4 separate regions of the Sus scrofa genome follow, and all the other regions are linked to region 1. The links are chromatin contacts, called in public Hi-C and promoter capture Hi-C maps. All regions are on one chromosome and are shown on one strand. Each heading gives the region's core, a stretch centred on a gene start, on an enhancer-like site or on the middle of the called end of the contact. The rest is flanking DNA. Distances are from core to core; before and after follow the strand shown.

Evidence for each region. Promoter capture Hi-C pulls out the DNA fragments that hold promoters and counts their contacts. A called contact is a pair of places that touch in the nucleus more often than the background predicts.
Region 2: a contact with region 1 is called in a promoter capture Hi-C map of liver, with 7 times the contacts expected there. The contact joins the enhancer-like site here to the promoter of LOC106507939 in region 1. A contact is called at or near these places in 3 of 5 promoter capture datasets (fetal liver, liver and skeletal muscle), 6 of 47 Hi-C or Micro-C datasets (embryonic fibroblasts, heart right ventricle, liver and 1 more) and 2 of 2 datasets of contacts at active chromatin or transcription factors (alveolar macrophages and skeletal muscle).
Region 3: a contact with region 1 is called in a promoter capture Hi-C map of liver, with 7 times the contacts expected there. The contact joins the promoter of STARD13 here to the promoter of LOC106507939 in region 1. A contact is called at or near these places in 3 of 5 promoter capture datasets (fetal liver, fetal skeletal muscle and liver), 8 of 47 Hi-C or Micro-C datasets (embryonic fibroblasts, epiblast stem cells, fetal skeletal muscle and 3 more) and 1 of 2 datasets of contacts at active chromatin or transcription factors (skeletal muscle).
Region 4: a contact with region 1 is called in a Hi-C map of skeletal muscle, with 4 times the contacts expected there. The contact joins the enhancer-like site here to the promoter of LOC106507939 in region 1. A contact is called at or near these places in 16 of 47 Hi-C or Micro-C datasets (brain, embryonic fibroblasts, epiblast stem cells and 10 more) and 1 of 2 datasets of contacts at active chromatin or transcription factors (skeletal muscle).

What each region holds. Positions count from the first base shown.
Region 1 is chr11:9,911,241-9,914,383 of Sscrofa11.1, forward strand. LOC106507939 reads left to right here and starts at 1,532. Exons shown (of 4, transcript XM_021065188.1): 1 at 1,532-2,082. The coding sequence starts at 1,611. The region is part of intron 1 of LOC110255744 (a long non-coding RNA gene); the gene reads right to left.
Region 2 is chr11:9,674,147-9,677,289 of Sscrofa11.1, forward strand. The region is part of intron 1 of STARD13 (stAR-related lipid transfer protein 13); the gene reads right to left. Among named protein-coding and RNA genes, the nearest start is that of STARD13, 63 kb to the right of the region's middle. Within about 2 kb of position 1,590, at least 20 of the 83 cell types and tissues checked have an H3K27ac peak or open chromatin away from gene starts, as enhancers often do. A contact at or near this core is called in fetal liver and liver, where this site is marked.
Region 3 is chr11:9,736,889-9,740,031 of Sscrofa11.1, forward strand. It overlaps STARD13 (stAR-related lipid transfer protein 13), which reads right to left and starts at 1,482. Exons shown (of 18, transcript XM_021065185.1): 1 at 1,099-1,482. The coding sequence starts at 1,222.
Region 4 is chr11:10,061,586-10,064,728 of Sscrofa11.1, forward strand. All of the region lies in intron 3 of LOC106507939, which reads left to right. Among named protein-coding and RNA genes, the nearest start is that of RFC3, 83 kb to the right of the region's middle. Within about 2 kb of position 1,721, at least 21 of the 83 cell types and tissues checked have an H3K27ac peak or open chromatin away from gene starts, as enhancers often do. A contact at or near this core is called in embryonic fibroblasts, omental adipose tissue, retroperitoneal adipose tissue and 1 more, where this site is marked.

The DNA of each region.
Region 1 (3,143 bases), core at 282-2,781:
TTCTGTGAATCATGAGTTCAATAATGACCCGGGTTTTGCCAGGCAAGTAACAGAAGTCAGGGAAAGGGGTTGAAGGTATTTGCAGAGAAGCAACTTTAATGCCACCACTTGTGAATATACATAAACAGACTCAATTAAGTAAATAATTCCTTACACTGGGAAGCACTATGCTAGGGTAAATTACTAGTATAATGGTGGCAAAATTAAGCACTCTTTCTTTCAATTTAAGGTTGTTTGTACATGAAATATAGGGAAGACAGGAACATAAAGTTAAAATAAGCAGCTAAATGCAATATATCCCAAAACAAAACATCTAATGAAGAATTTATTCCTTATTCTACACATTCAGTTTGAGGTCTAAAACCTGTTTTTCCCCAGTTTCCAAATCAGTGTTTCCACATCCATTGCCCCTTTAGCTCTGACCTTTGCTTTCATGTGTTTCCTAATGTCTTCCATTATGTGCCGCCTGCATCTAGCCTCCTGCTCACACACTGTGATCAGTCCCCAATGATCCTGCCCAATTTTTTTTGGTTTCTCACATAAATGTACATCATGGGACTCCTCCACTGACAGTAGCTTTCTTCACAACACCTGTTACCAAAACCCACCAAAGGGTTTTAACCAAAAACTATAAAATGTCTTTATGTGGCTACTCCAGACAATCTTTTATTCCCCAATCTTCCCATTTCTCTCAGTATAACTCTTTTAAATAAATCTCTATTCCTTTCAATCTGGCTTTCACAAGGACTCAAGTTTTTACGTAGGCCGCAGATTGGAAGGAACTCTGAAATACAAAGATAAAAGTGTCTACCAAGAAATTTCTTGGGAGAACTGGGTACCTTGCTGCTAACACTTTCAGAATTGGTCTAAAATTAAAGTTGGATTAGTATGGCTTCACAGAGAATTTATTTTTGCTACCTTTGGTCGTTTCGATGCTGCATTTAAAAACCAAACCAAACCAGGGCACTCTCACGAGTTCCTAGATCCGTCCTTTAAAAGTGGTTTGCCCCTGTCTTGTAAAAATGGAAATGGAGAATTCTTCTCCTTTCGAACGGTTTGCACAAGCGGCCTTCCCGTAATTAATATTTGATAAAGACCAAGACACCATAAAACAAAGAACATAAAATGTTACTGACAAAAACGTGACGATAAAGCCGATGAACTCCATGAGTTCTTGAGAAGCACTGCTAAAAAACCAAGACATGCTTCCTGACATAATTAAAAAGCGTTTTTAGGTTCCACGTGAAGAATGTATCTGCCCACGTTCCTTTTCACGAGTGACACTCCTACTGCCTCAGGACGGATGCTTAACGACACTTTGGGTGGATCAAGCCGGTGCAGGAAGAGATTTAGAGGGAAAGGCTGGGTCCAGCCCAGCACTGGGACCGCGCCCAGCAGGCATCTGGATCGCTTAAGACTCAAGGGGAAAATAAAGCTCGCGTTTTTACCTCACATACCATTAACTTTCCACAGAGATTTCCAGAAACCTCACTCACAGCCAGAAACCCCAACCCTGTGGGCGGGAGGGGATGGAGGGGGGGAAAAAAAAAAAACACAAAAAACCTACTACGCCACCATTTCCGCCTTGCCGGGCCAACAAACGTGCAAAGATGGAGAAAGACGCACGTCCCGGCAGCGCCTACGTCCCCAAAACGCGCAAGTGCGAGCGAGGTCCCGCCCCCTCGCGCCCCCAGCGAGGCGCGCGCACCAGAAACCAGCCCCCCGCTGGCGCCGCCCCGGGCTTCCGCCCCGAGGCCCGACGGTCGCTGTTCGGTTCCGGTTCTAGTCCCGCCCTCACGCGGGAACCCTCCAGAAATCTTAATATCCGGGACCCGAGGCCGCCGGCAGCGCGCATTTCCGGCGACAGAAAGGATCCGGTGACGCCTCTTCCCTTCTCTCCTGCCGCCCAGGCTCCGGCTCTCGGTGCGGCAGCGCCATCTGGTGCCGAGTGTCTCGCCGCCCGCGGAGGGGGCGCGCGCCTTTCGGAACCTTCCAGAGAAAACGCGGCCCCGGTTCTGCTCTGTCCCGCCCTCGGGAAGGGAGCGACCAGAGGCTCCGCCCTGCCGAGTTCCCGCGCAGGAGGTACTTTGCAGCACTTTGAATTGGTAGCTGCTTGTATGTGTTAGCTTGAAAATACCCGAGATGGAGCGGAAACGGAGTTCTTTCTCTAGTTTTAAGCCCAGAAAAAAAGCAGGTCTTTTTTTGTCTCCTCATACTTTGCTCTTGAGTCCTTCTCAATCATCCCTGCGTCGATTTCTTAGTCTTTTGGGACCGGGCTCCACCATTTCTTGCTTGGTGGGAAGATGGCACAGGTGTTGTGTCTTAGATTGGTTTCTGCTGTAAGAGGTTTTGTTTCCCTTTGATGATTAAACATACAGCGTACGTGTTTGGAGCCCCTGAAGGAGGGGAGAATTTCATGGATAACTTTTTAAAAAATAGGCCAAGGAAATTTCCGAAAGGTAGCCTCAGAAACACTCCGGATAAATATAGACTTGTTCGTGTGTCATATTTCTCTTAGATAACGGACGGGGAAAAGAAAACCTTTCCCCTAAGTTAGCAAAATCAATGTAAATTCTTCCTTGATGAATTTTTGCTTAAGAACCTCGATTTTCCTGGAAGTTTGAGGCCTGATTGTTTGGTAGTGAGCAATGGGTTGTTCTTAGGGCTTTACCAGAACGCGGCTTAACTGAGTATTTTAAGTGGAAGTTAGTGAAGGAAGTTTCCTGTAGCCTTCAGCGCCTACTGAAAGCACTGCTTCACTGGGCGATTCTCCTGCGGCAGCGATTCTCAAACGTGAGCATGCATCAGGTGTCCCTGGAAGACTTGTTAAAATAGATTGGCCTTAACCTGAAAGATTTTAACTGGGAAAGGCTGGGGGTAGAGCTGAATAATCACGACTCTGATAAATTCTCTGGTGATAACTTAAGCTGTGGGTAGTAGCACCACACTTGGAATAATTTATAGAGTTGAGGGTTGCTTTGTCAGTAATGCATGAGAACGGGGGTTTGATTCGTATCCTTGCCCAGTGGGTTAAGGATCCAGCCTTGCCCTGAGCTGTGGTGTAGGTCGCAGAGGTGGCTGGGATCTTAGGTTGCTGTAGTTGTGGCTGTGGCTTACAGCTCCGATCCGATTTGACCCCTACC
Region 2 (3,143 bases), core at 340-2,839, 240 kb before region 1:
CCTCGGGGCTTATCTCACATTTGACAAGAGTAGTTCGGAGGATGTGTGATTAGTTCCCCACTGACTGCCCTGCTAAGGCAGATGCACTTCATTTGGGAAAGTGAGACTTGCAAGATTAAGAGTTAGATACCTTTCCATCAGCTTCATGCCAGACCTGAAGTTCATACGTGACGTATGGGGTTTGGTCTCATTAGTTTGAGGACTAAAAATACATTCTATGATACTCAGAGTTTGACAGTTATCGGCTTTCAAAGGTAAATTCCATTTGATTAGGAAAATCCTTGTTGAAAATCCCATAGTTTCCAAGCTGCCCTACTCATATATTTCCTCCTCTGAGGAAATGTGAGACATTCTAATTTCAGATCCACTCCAGCGGTGGCTGTTCCTTAGCTTCTACTTTATGTAGTTACCCAAACTTGGGTATTTTTTTTTTTTAATCTTTTCTAGAGGAGTTAATCCACAGTGAAATAGCAGTGTTGCTGGGTTGTAGTGTCCTTTCTGTTTCCTTTCTGAATGAATGTACACTGAGCCTGAGTAAGTGCCGGGCTCTGTGCTAAGCACTTAGCATGTGTGACAGCACTTCATTCCATAACAACTCCAGGCCATGGGTGTTATTAGTTTTGCTCCCACTGTAGATGAGGAAACAGGCTTACAAAGGTCCTGGAACTTGCTCAAGATCACACAGCTAATTCACGTTGGAACTAGGATTTGAACCCAGGCCCAGAGAACACTGGAGCCCACGCTTTTACTCAGGGCACACTGCACCTGCAAACTACAAGTTTCAGAAAATGCACAGCCCTCCAGAGCCAACGACAAGATGTCTGAGAGAGTCTTTCTCTGATAAACCGAGGATCTGAAGGCTTCCTAACGCCTATGTCAAATTATTAACACAAATCACAAAACATTGCAATTTATTTAAATGGCTGACCATTGAACAAAGCCAGCTATAAATAAGAACTGTGTCCTGTAGGCCAAAGACTTCAGAGAAACCCAAAGCACCACGAGTCCGTGGGGGCGCGGAGAGATGTCCATCTTACCCTCGGAGGCAGGAAAGAAAGTGATAAAGTCTTAGCGGTCAGTTTTGCTGGAGTAAAGGTTTGGGGAAACCATCACACGCTTGGATTATTCTCCACCGAACAAGCTCCTGCCTCTTCATTCACAAAGTTTCCCCTCAAAGGCCACTGCACTCAAGACACCAAGCCTTTCCGGGTAATAACTACGTACACAGCGTGCTCAGCAACTTTCAAAGATTTTCACAGCAGTCTGGGCTTAATAATTGCCTTGCTCCTGGAATCCACCACCACCAGCACACTCGAACACGGAGAACCAAACAAACTCATGTTGAAACTACCGAACAAAACTCCAGCATCTTAAAGGAATATGTTTATAAAGGGGGCATCCTTTCACCTTTCTTTCCCGAGGCTTTGCAAGACAGGCTGGGCCGGGCAAGGCCCCAAGAGAGCCCTGGGCACGTCCTTCCTTCATCAGATAATCTGGGCAGGTGACACCAGGTCCCTTCAGGCCTCTCACTCTCAGGCAATCTGCTGTGACCACAGAGAGCACTTACAAGTCTCCAGCTCCACAGTCACACCAGGCTGTCCTGCCTAAAGGAGGACCGTCCACACTGCTGATTGGCCTTGGCAGGAAGCCTGATTTATACTGGAGATTCTTGACTCAGAAAGCATGTGATCTGTGACACTTTGACTTGTCAAAGTCCCCCAGTCGATCACACAGTGTCTTTCACTTTAGAAGGTTTTATTCTGCTCGTGATTGTAAGAAATTATTTATCAAGGGTGAAACAATATTCACTAGCTGAGTAAAAAACACAAGTAAAATTCTCGACATCTCAGAGTGGCAGAAAAATAAGAAGGAAAAGTGGTGTTTCAAATGACCCTAATTAATTACATTTTCCCTCAGAGCACATCAAATATAAAAAAATATAAAAGAGTTAGTAGTGTTGGGCTATTTGGGAACAAATTAAAAACAAAACAGAGTTCTCTTGCGGCACAGTGGGTTAAGGATCCAGCACTGTCACGGCAGCAGTTTGGGTCACTGCTGCGGCGCAGGTGTGACCCCTGCCAGGAACGTCCACATGCTGTAGAAATGGTCAAAAAAAAAAAAAAAAAAAAAAAAAAAAGAGAGAGAGAGAGAGAGAAAGAGAAACAAAAAAAAAAAAAAAAAAAAAAAAAAAAAAAAAAAAAAAAAAGAGAGAGAGAGAAAGAGAAACAAACACTTAAAAAAAAACAACAAACCACAGAGAGGCCCATTATTCTCACATCCTTGAGGGGTGATATACATCACTATTGAAGGGAGAGAAGAGTGATGTTTTACGTCCAGCTGAGGACTGAAGCGCTGGGGCTTGCTTTGCATGGCTCCTGTGCTCAGGCCCTGAGATCCCTTCCCAACAGGTGCCTGGCCTCACTTGGCCAGAACTGAGGAGGACTCCTTTCATCTGAATCAAATTCGCAGCAATTCTCTTTTCTCTTGATAAGACCACTGGATAGCAGGAGCTGGGATGATTCCCATTTGACAGAACAAGAAACTGAGGCACTGGGAGATTAAATCAAAACATCCATGATCATCAGGTCAGGACAAAAGTGTCCTGGAACCAGGCCTCCTGGTTTCCAGTCCCCTGAGCTTGCTCTACGGGTCAGGTTTCTCTTTTCACTCGAGAAACCTCACTATCTTAAGAGTCACATTGTTCCTTTGTCTTCAAGATTCATTTTCCCTGTGGAAGTTTTGTAGCTGAATGTAATTCATGTGTCTGGTTGCTTTCTCCACAATTTAGGCTGCTTGTATTGAAGAAGCAGCACTACCACCTATATCATGGGTTGTGCCTACAAACCCAGTTATTTGAGAAAACCTCAAATCACATGCCACCAAGCACCAAAAACTTAACCGTTTCTCCTTACAAACTCCCTGCCTGGAGCAGTCACACAAGCACAGTCAGTCCCACCAATCTCTTTATGTAAATAGCAGTCATCCAACAAGGGAGGAGGTCTGTTTATTATTTTTGATCCTGTTTTTGCTTCTGGCAAAATTTCACAAACAGCAGAAGTTGGCAGAACATCGGTATTTTCTTCTGACTGGCTACTGTTCTCCAGCTACAAGTGCAGAGCGCAACTGCAGCTATTCTGCTCTGC
Region 3 (3,143 bases), core at 232-2,731, 170 kb before region 1:
GGAGGCAAGAAGATCCAGACGCTAGACTCATGGTCAGCTCAGGGGCCCTTCCCTCCACACTTCCCCCACTTCCAGAAACATCCTCCACACCTAACACTTGGGAGAAGCAGTCCTAAATCCTACTCTGCCAGTGAGCTGTGCTGTGCAGTGGGGCCACCTCCCCTTATTGTGACAGGTATGCTGCGGTGACTAACCCCACCTAATGTTCCCAGCATGGGCTCTGAGGAGCCTCAGACCACTGACTGCTTTCCTGGTCCTGCCAGAAAGTAGTTCCAAGGAGCACGCACAGAAGAAGGACCGCAGCCAGGAGGATGAGGGAGGTGCTAAGGAAGGGACTGGCCTTCTGACCTAAGCAAGGATTCTTAAGGACCTCTGAGCTCAGAATAATCAATCACCTCTTCTCTTCCTCTGATTCGCCAGCGATGGATTACAAAAGGGAGGCCTATCTTTTGCAGTCTCTAAGTGAGGAGAGTCTGATCCACAGCTGGCAAGGGTTGTGGGCAGCTACCTACAGGCACCAACTGTCCACCTGTCTTTCCCCAAATCCTCCCCTCCTGCCCCTACAAACATCTGGTCTCCCAGAGCTCAGGATACGCTCCCTAGTCTTGTTTTGACCTCCCCCCCCCCCCCACCACACACACACACACACACAAGCAGTGGACACATCCCTTGTGGAAAAGGAGAAGTTGGGAGAGGGACTGCCCTCCCAAAAGGCCAGCTGGGCTGGCCACTCATTCATTCATCGGGCTGGGGTGGGGCGGATGGCGGCGGAGCGGGGGCCAGGCCACCCTAAGGACACGGCCAGGTAACCCCGCGCGGGCTCCCGCCCCGCGTGCAGCGGCCCGCGGCTGTCAGAGCGCACGGGGTGGAGCCCACACCCACCCGGCCTCTGCGCGGGGAAAGCGGCGAGCCTGACGCTCCCGCCCGCCCGGCAAGGGTGGTGTGAGCAGCCTCCTCCGCCCAACCCCAGACTAGGAAAACCCGAGCTGCCCAAAGCGGGGCCGGGGCCGGGGCCGGGGCCGGGGGCCGGGGGCCGGGCGGGCAACCCGGCCGGCGCCTCCTCCCGCCCCCGCGGTTCTGCGTCTCCGGGGCACCGACCTGCCAGCCGCCTCTCCCGGACGTTCTTCCACAGCCGATCCCAGGCTCTGGCCGTGGAGTCCCGCAGCTGCTCACTGATTGACCTCCTGAGCTGCGTTTGGAAGGGTTTCCGTTTGCCGGTCATTTTTGCTCCGTCCGCATAACGACCCGCGGGCGTGCCACCGTCACTCCCGCGTGGCCCGCAACTCAGACGCCCCGCGGCTCGAGACGCCAGATGCCGGATTCCCGCCCGGGGCCCGGGCCCCGCCGCGGCGCGACATGGGTCCTCCGCCGTCCCGCGCGGGGGCCGGGATGCGCCGCCACGGAGCGCGCCGCGCAGGGGCCACCTCTGCGCTCCGTCAACTCCGCTACTCCTTTCCCACTTTGCCTCCGCTCCCTCCCCTCCCTTCTTCCCTCCCCCCTCACTCCGGGACGGTCCAGCGCCCCACTCCTTCCCCCAGAGAGCTCTCGCCCCCTCCCTCCTCCTCCTGCTGGGTCCGACGGCCCCCAATTACTGGGCGTCCACACCCCGCCCCCGCCACCCCGCTTTTCATTTTCCCTCAGACACAGGGGCTGTACCCTCGTCCTCCCATTTCTTGATATTTGCCATTTTTCACTCTGAGAAACCGCCACCATCCCAACCATTACAAAAATTTAAAACTGTGCCACAGCTGGTGCCGAAATAACTCATCACAGTTTTCCCGAGTTCAAGTCACTTGAAATCGGCTCCTCCGTCTGGCTGACATTCTTTTGGAGTTAGATACTGGTGCTCTCGTATTATATGTCAGTCTTTCCCGGTTTCCTCAGTGAAATGATTACCTGGCTGCAAGCTACAATCACATTGATTTGTTCATTGCATAGCTTTGAGTCTAGAGGAAAATAACTTGTAAATATTAAGGTCAAACCGTGAGGAACCCGCGTAAAATAGATTCACATATTCTGGTAAAGCATTCGAATAGGTATGCAGTTTAAAAAGTAGATACTATGAGGAAGTGAAATGTGAAAATAAAAGAATTTGGAGGGAGTTTAACCAATAACATGACGTAGGCTTATAATTAGAAAGCAACCCTGATTCCTTCAGGTAAGAGGGAGGAAATACACTGGCTCTTTAAGAAATACCTGAGGAGGCGGTGGGGTCCGGCTCATTTCCCTGGGCTCTCAAACTTTACCCCAAAGGTGAAGACAGTACTAGCTCAGGCCTCAGAGTGTCCTGTTATTCTTAAGGCTTTGCTTTTAAAGGGCTTGGAGGACCTTAGAGAAAGTAATTTTGACCATGTTTGATGTCACTCCATGATGTGATGAGTTGATGTCATACGTCTCAAGCTTGGCTAGGGAACTTGAAGTATTTCAAAAGGGAATTTCCGAATTATTTAAACAGTAAAATGGCTTGAATATCATTTCTTCTTCTTGTCTTTGTACCAGGCTGCTAAATAACCCAAGTTTAGTTAGCTGTCTTCTATTTTTTATTTAATTTCAGGTGCCCCATGTAAAGTTTAACAATTCAAGAAAGTTCTTCAGTCCTCTGTTATATAAATTGTTCTTGACGTAAGGAGTGGAAGTTAACAGCCACCTGAAGTATCCCCTCTACCATTCTACATTTTTGGTAAACATTCCCTCTACTAGCTTGTATTGTTAGTAGAAAGTGTGTGTGGGGGGATAATGATGGTAAAAACCATCTTTATTATTTTATTTTGTTATTTCAAGTATTCAAAAATGGTCACTAGTGAAACACTCAGAATGAGCTAGAAAGTAATGGTTGGTTTTTTTTTTTTTTTTTTTTTTTGGTGCCAAACTGCTAAACCTTTGAAATTGTCAGTTATGAAGCAATAAGTCATGGATCAGAAGTGGACTTGAAACTACGGCAGCCAGTTACAGACTAACCCAGATTGCTTTCTGGACCCCTGCCAAATACCCTTTTGATTACCTCCTGTTTTGTATGCATGCAGTGGTAAGGAAGTGCTCTACAAGAAGCACGATTTGTGTTATCTTAAAGTGACTGCTGTACGGTGTAACGACAAAACGTTTCACAGTTGCATTCCCAGGAAAGCCATGTATTTAGCTTAAAA
Region 4 (3,143 bases), core at 471-2,970, 150 kb after region 1:
GTCAGATTCGTTAACCACTTCGCCACAATGGGAACTCCAAGATCTGTAAATAGCTTTTAAACTACAAGTGATAAGAACAAAATATTTGAAAGTGGCACTAAGGCTATTCCTTACAAAGACTACAAATATGTTTCTTTTTGCTGGAATAATTACCCATATGCAAGAGTTGCATATGTGAGCCAAATTTCCTAATCGATTTACTTCACAAATAACATTGAGGGCACATTACATTAGCAAGGGGAGATGGAAAGCAGAATCAATTACCTCGATGCTATAAACTAGAGTAAACAAATGTTGCTTCAATTATCTGATTCTTTCAGATGAGAGTTGGGATGTTAATGACCTGAATTGTGTTGTTTCTGAATTTCACGTTGCTAAACTAGACAAAGTCTAAAAGCCTCAGAAAGCCAAATTTTCCTAGAGGATTTTTTGTAAGTGACTCCTATATATCTGAATTTGCCACAATGTGACTTATAAATTAACTTATATACTGGCCAATTATTTGACCAGCTTCTTAACTTTCCAGTTTTATACAAATAAAAACTGAATGGTGAAAGTACTATTTTCATAACTCTCAACCAATTCGTAGTTACAATTATAGCAAAATAAAATAGCAGGTAGGAAGTATTATTGCATTTTTACCATGGTGATAGTTCTGTTCCTCCCATTTTCACAGATATGAAAAATTTAGAAAACACTTTTAGATCTACACATAACAAATTGCTCAAAAGGCGGGGAATACAATTCAAGAGAAAGTTACTTTGGATCTGGTACCATTTACTTTTATTTTTCAGGGGCTTTTGTGTTAAGGATGACTGAACATTTTAAAGCCAGATGGGATTTAAGAGTTAACAGAGTTAATCTAGTGCTGCCTACTTACCAGTCATTAGACCCATGCAGGGCTGCCTGCCTATGAATTTATATCTAATTTCTCTATCTTCAGATAGGCAAAAAGGGGGAAGACCTCTGGTTTTTATTTTTTAATTACAATTTCTAGGCCCCACCCTGGATTTTCCGATGGAAGGATTTTGTAAGCTGCCTTTCCCAGGTGATTTTCTGATGCAAGTATTTGTGGAAACCATAAATGCTAGTCCAGCCTTTTCACTTCGGAGATGCTGAATCTGAGGACTCTGTCGTGGGTCCAGTGAGGGAGGAGAATCCAAGCTCCCTGATTTCCAGTCTTTTTTTGCCCCTCATTATCTGGCCTGCTGATGAAATCCTCTCCATCCCTTGTGCAGAGAGGAGTGGGACAATCCGACCCCAGGGACAGAGGAAGGGATTGACACTAGGGAATGTTAATTTGCCTTTTCCCCTTCCCTGGGAAATTTTAAAAACAAAGGAAAAGTTTAATTGGCTGATAATTTAATATATGAAATCATATAAAAAAACAGAGTAATGGATTAGATAAGATCTTAATATTTCTAGGCTTCTGTAATTTAGTAACAAAGGAACCCATTGGCACTTTCACTTTGTTTTGTTAAGATGGTTTCCCCAGAAGCTTCCGAAGATGGAAGAAACCTACACTCCTCCTCCTTCTTTCAACTCAGCTTTTCTTATCTGAAGGGATAACTACAGGATAGACACTTACATATGCAAAACCCAGTTCCACCCCCCCTCCTTTGGCACTTAATACTTTCAGATCAAATCTATAGATAGCCTTAGTGGCTGGGCCTGCAGCTGGTTTAGCATAAATACAACAGCACCACCTTGTGTTGTGCTCCAGGGAGAATTTACCTCTAGCAGGACAAAAGCTTAGGTGAGAAGGGAGCAGGATGCAGTATGGAGTTCCCGTCAAGGTGCAGTGGTTAATGAACCTGACTAGGAACCATGAGATTGTGGGTTTGATCCCTGGCCTTCCTCATGAGGTTGTGGGTTAACGATCCCGCGTTGCCATGAGCTGCCATGAGCTGCCATGGGAGCGGCCCTAGAAAAGGTAAAAAGACAAAAAAAAAGAAAAGGAGACCCCTCCCCTCTTCTCTGTGCTGAAAGCATTACTGCACCAATCCCCTGGGAAGACTCTTCTGTCCACTACCTTCCTATAATTTTCTCCTGTAAAATTTATATATATTAAACTTATTATCTATTAAATATCTGTTAAATATATCTATATACTAAATATTATATATGTAATATAAAAGGTAGTTGGAAAATGGAAGAGCAGAAAAAAACATATATTAGTAAAAGCCTAGGCAAGCAGAATGCTTTAGCGTGTACTTTAGAGGAAAACATTACAGTCAGTTTTAATTTCAGAATACTTGAAGGTAAATGTATATTTAATGCTAATTGTGATTTAACACTTCTATAAAGATTCTCCCACATTTGAGCAGGTAGCTTTTAAATAATGTATTTGCCCATTAAAGGGACAAAAGGATTTTTCACGATGGGTAATATGAGTAAAAGAGTTGTGTTGTGGGTAAAATCTTTATTTTCCAAGTAGAGTTGTAGAGTTTTATTTATATTTGTACCTTCTCTATGGGGCAAGCTGAGAAATTAATATATGTATATCAACTTGGGACTGAAAGACTATAGTTAAAAAGACACTAAAATAGAAATATTGCCCAACTAAATATGCTACTCTTGTCTGATCTTTTCACCAGAATCAACATAGTTAATTAAAGAAGATTGTTTTCAATCACAATTTGAAATGTCAAGATTGGTATATAACAAATGAGCAATTCTTTGTCCCTGAAGTCATCTGGAAAGTTGAGTCTGAGTCCTTACAACCTACACATGAGTATGGGATAGGAAGTTACAGGACTAGAAAATAGCAAACTTCAGGGTCTTTCTGGGACTGATCATGCAGAAAATCTTAGCTAGAAAGTCCTGCAGAAGGCTCAGTTATGTCCGTTTTAGTTGCAAAGGGGGATTTTTATCTTCTAAGTTTGTCAGGGTTTTTCCTCTAAGTTTGTTTATCATGGACCCAGCGATCTGCCTGCAGGGCTCCTGGGCGGCAGTGTAGCACCTCGGACTAGAGTATACATTTACTGTGCAGAGATAATAACTTTGAATGAAGACTACAAATAAGGAAAAAACCTCCCTTCATTAGACATGTTCTTTCTGGTGAAAAGATCACACGAGTAGAGTATTTGGTTAGGCAGTATTTCTATTATTTGGATAAAATTTTTTATATTATGCATTCCAAT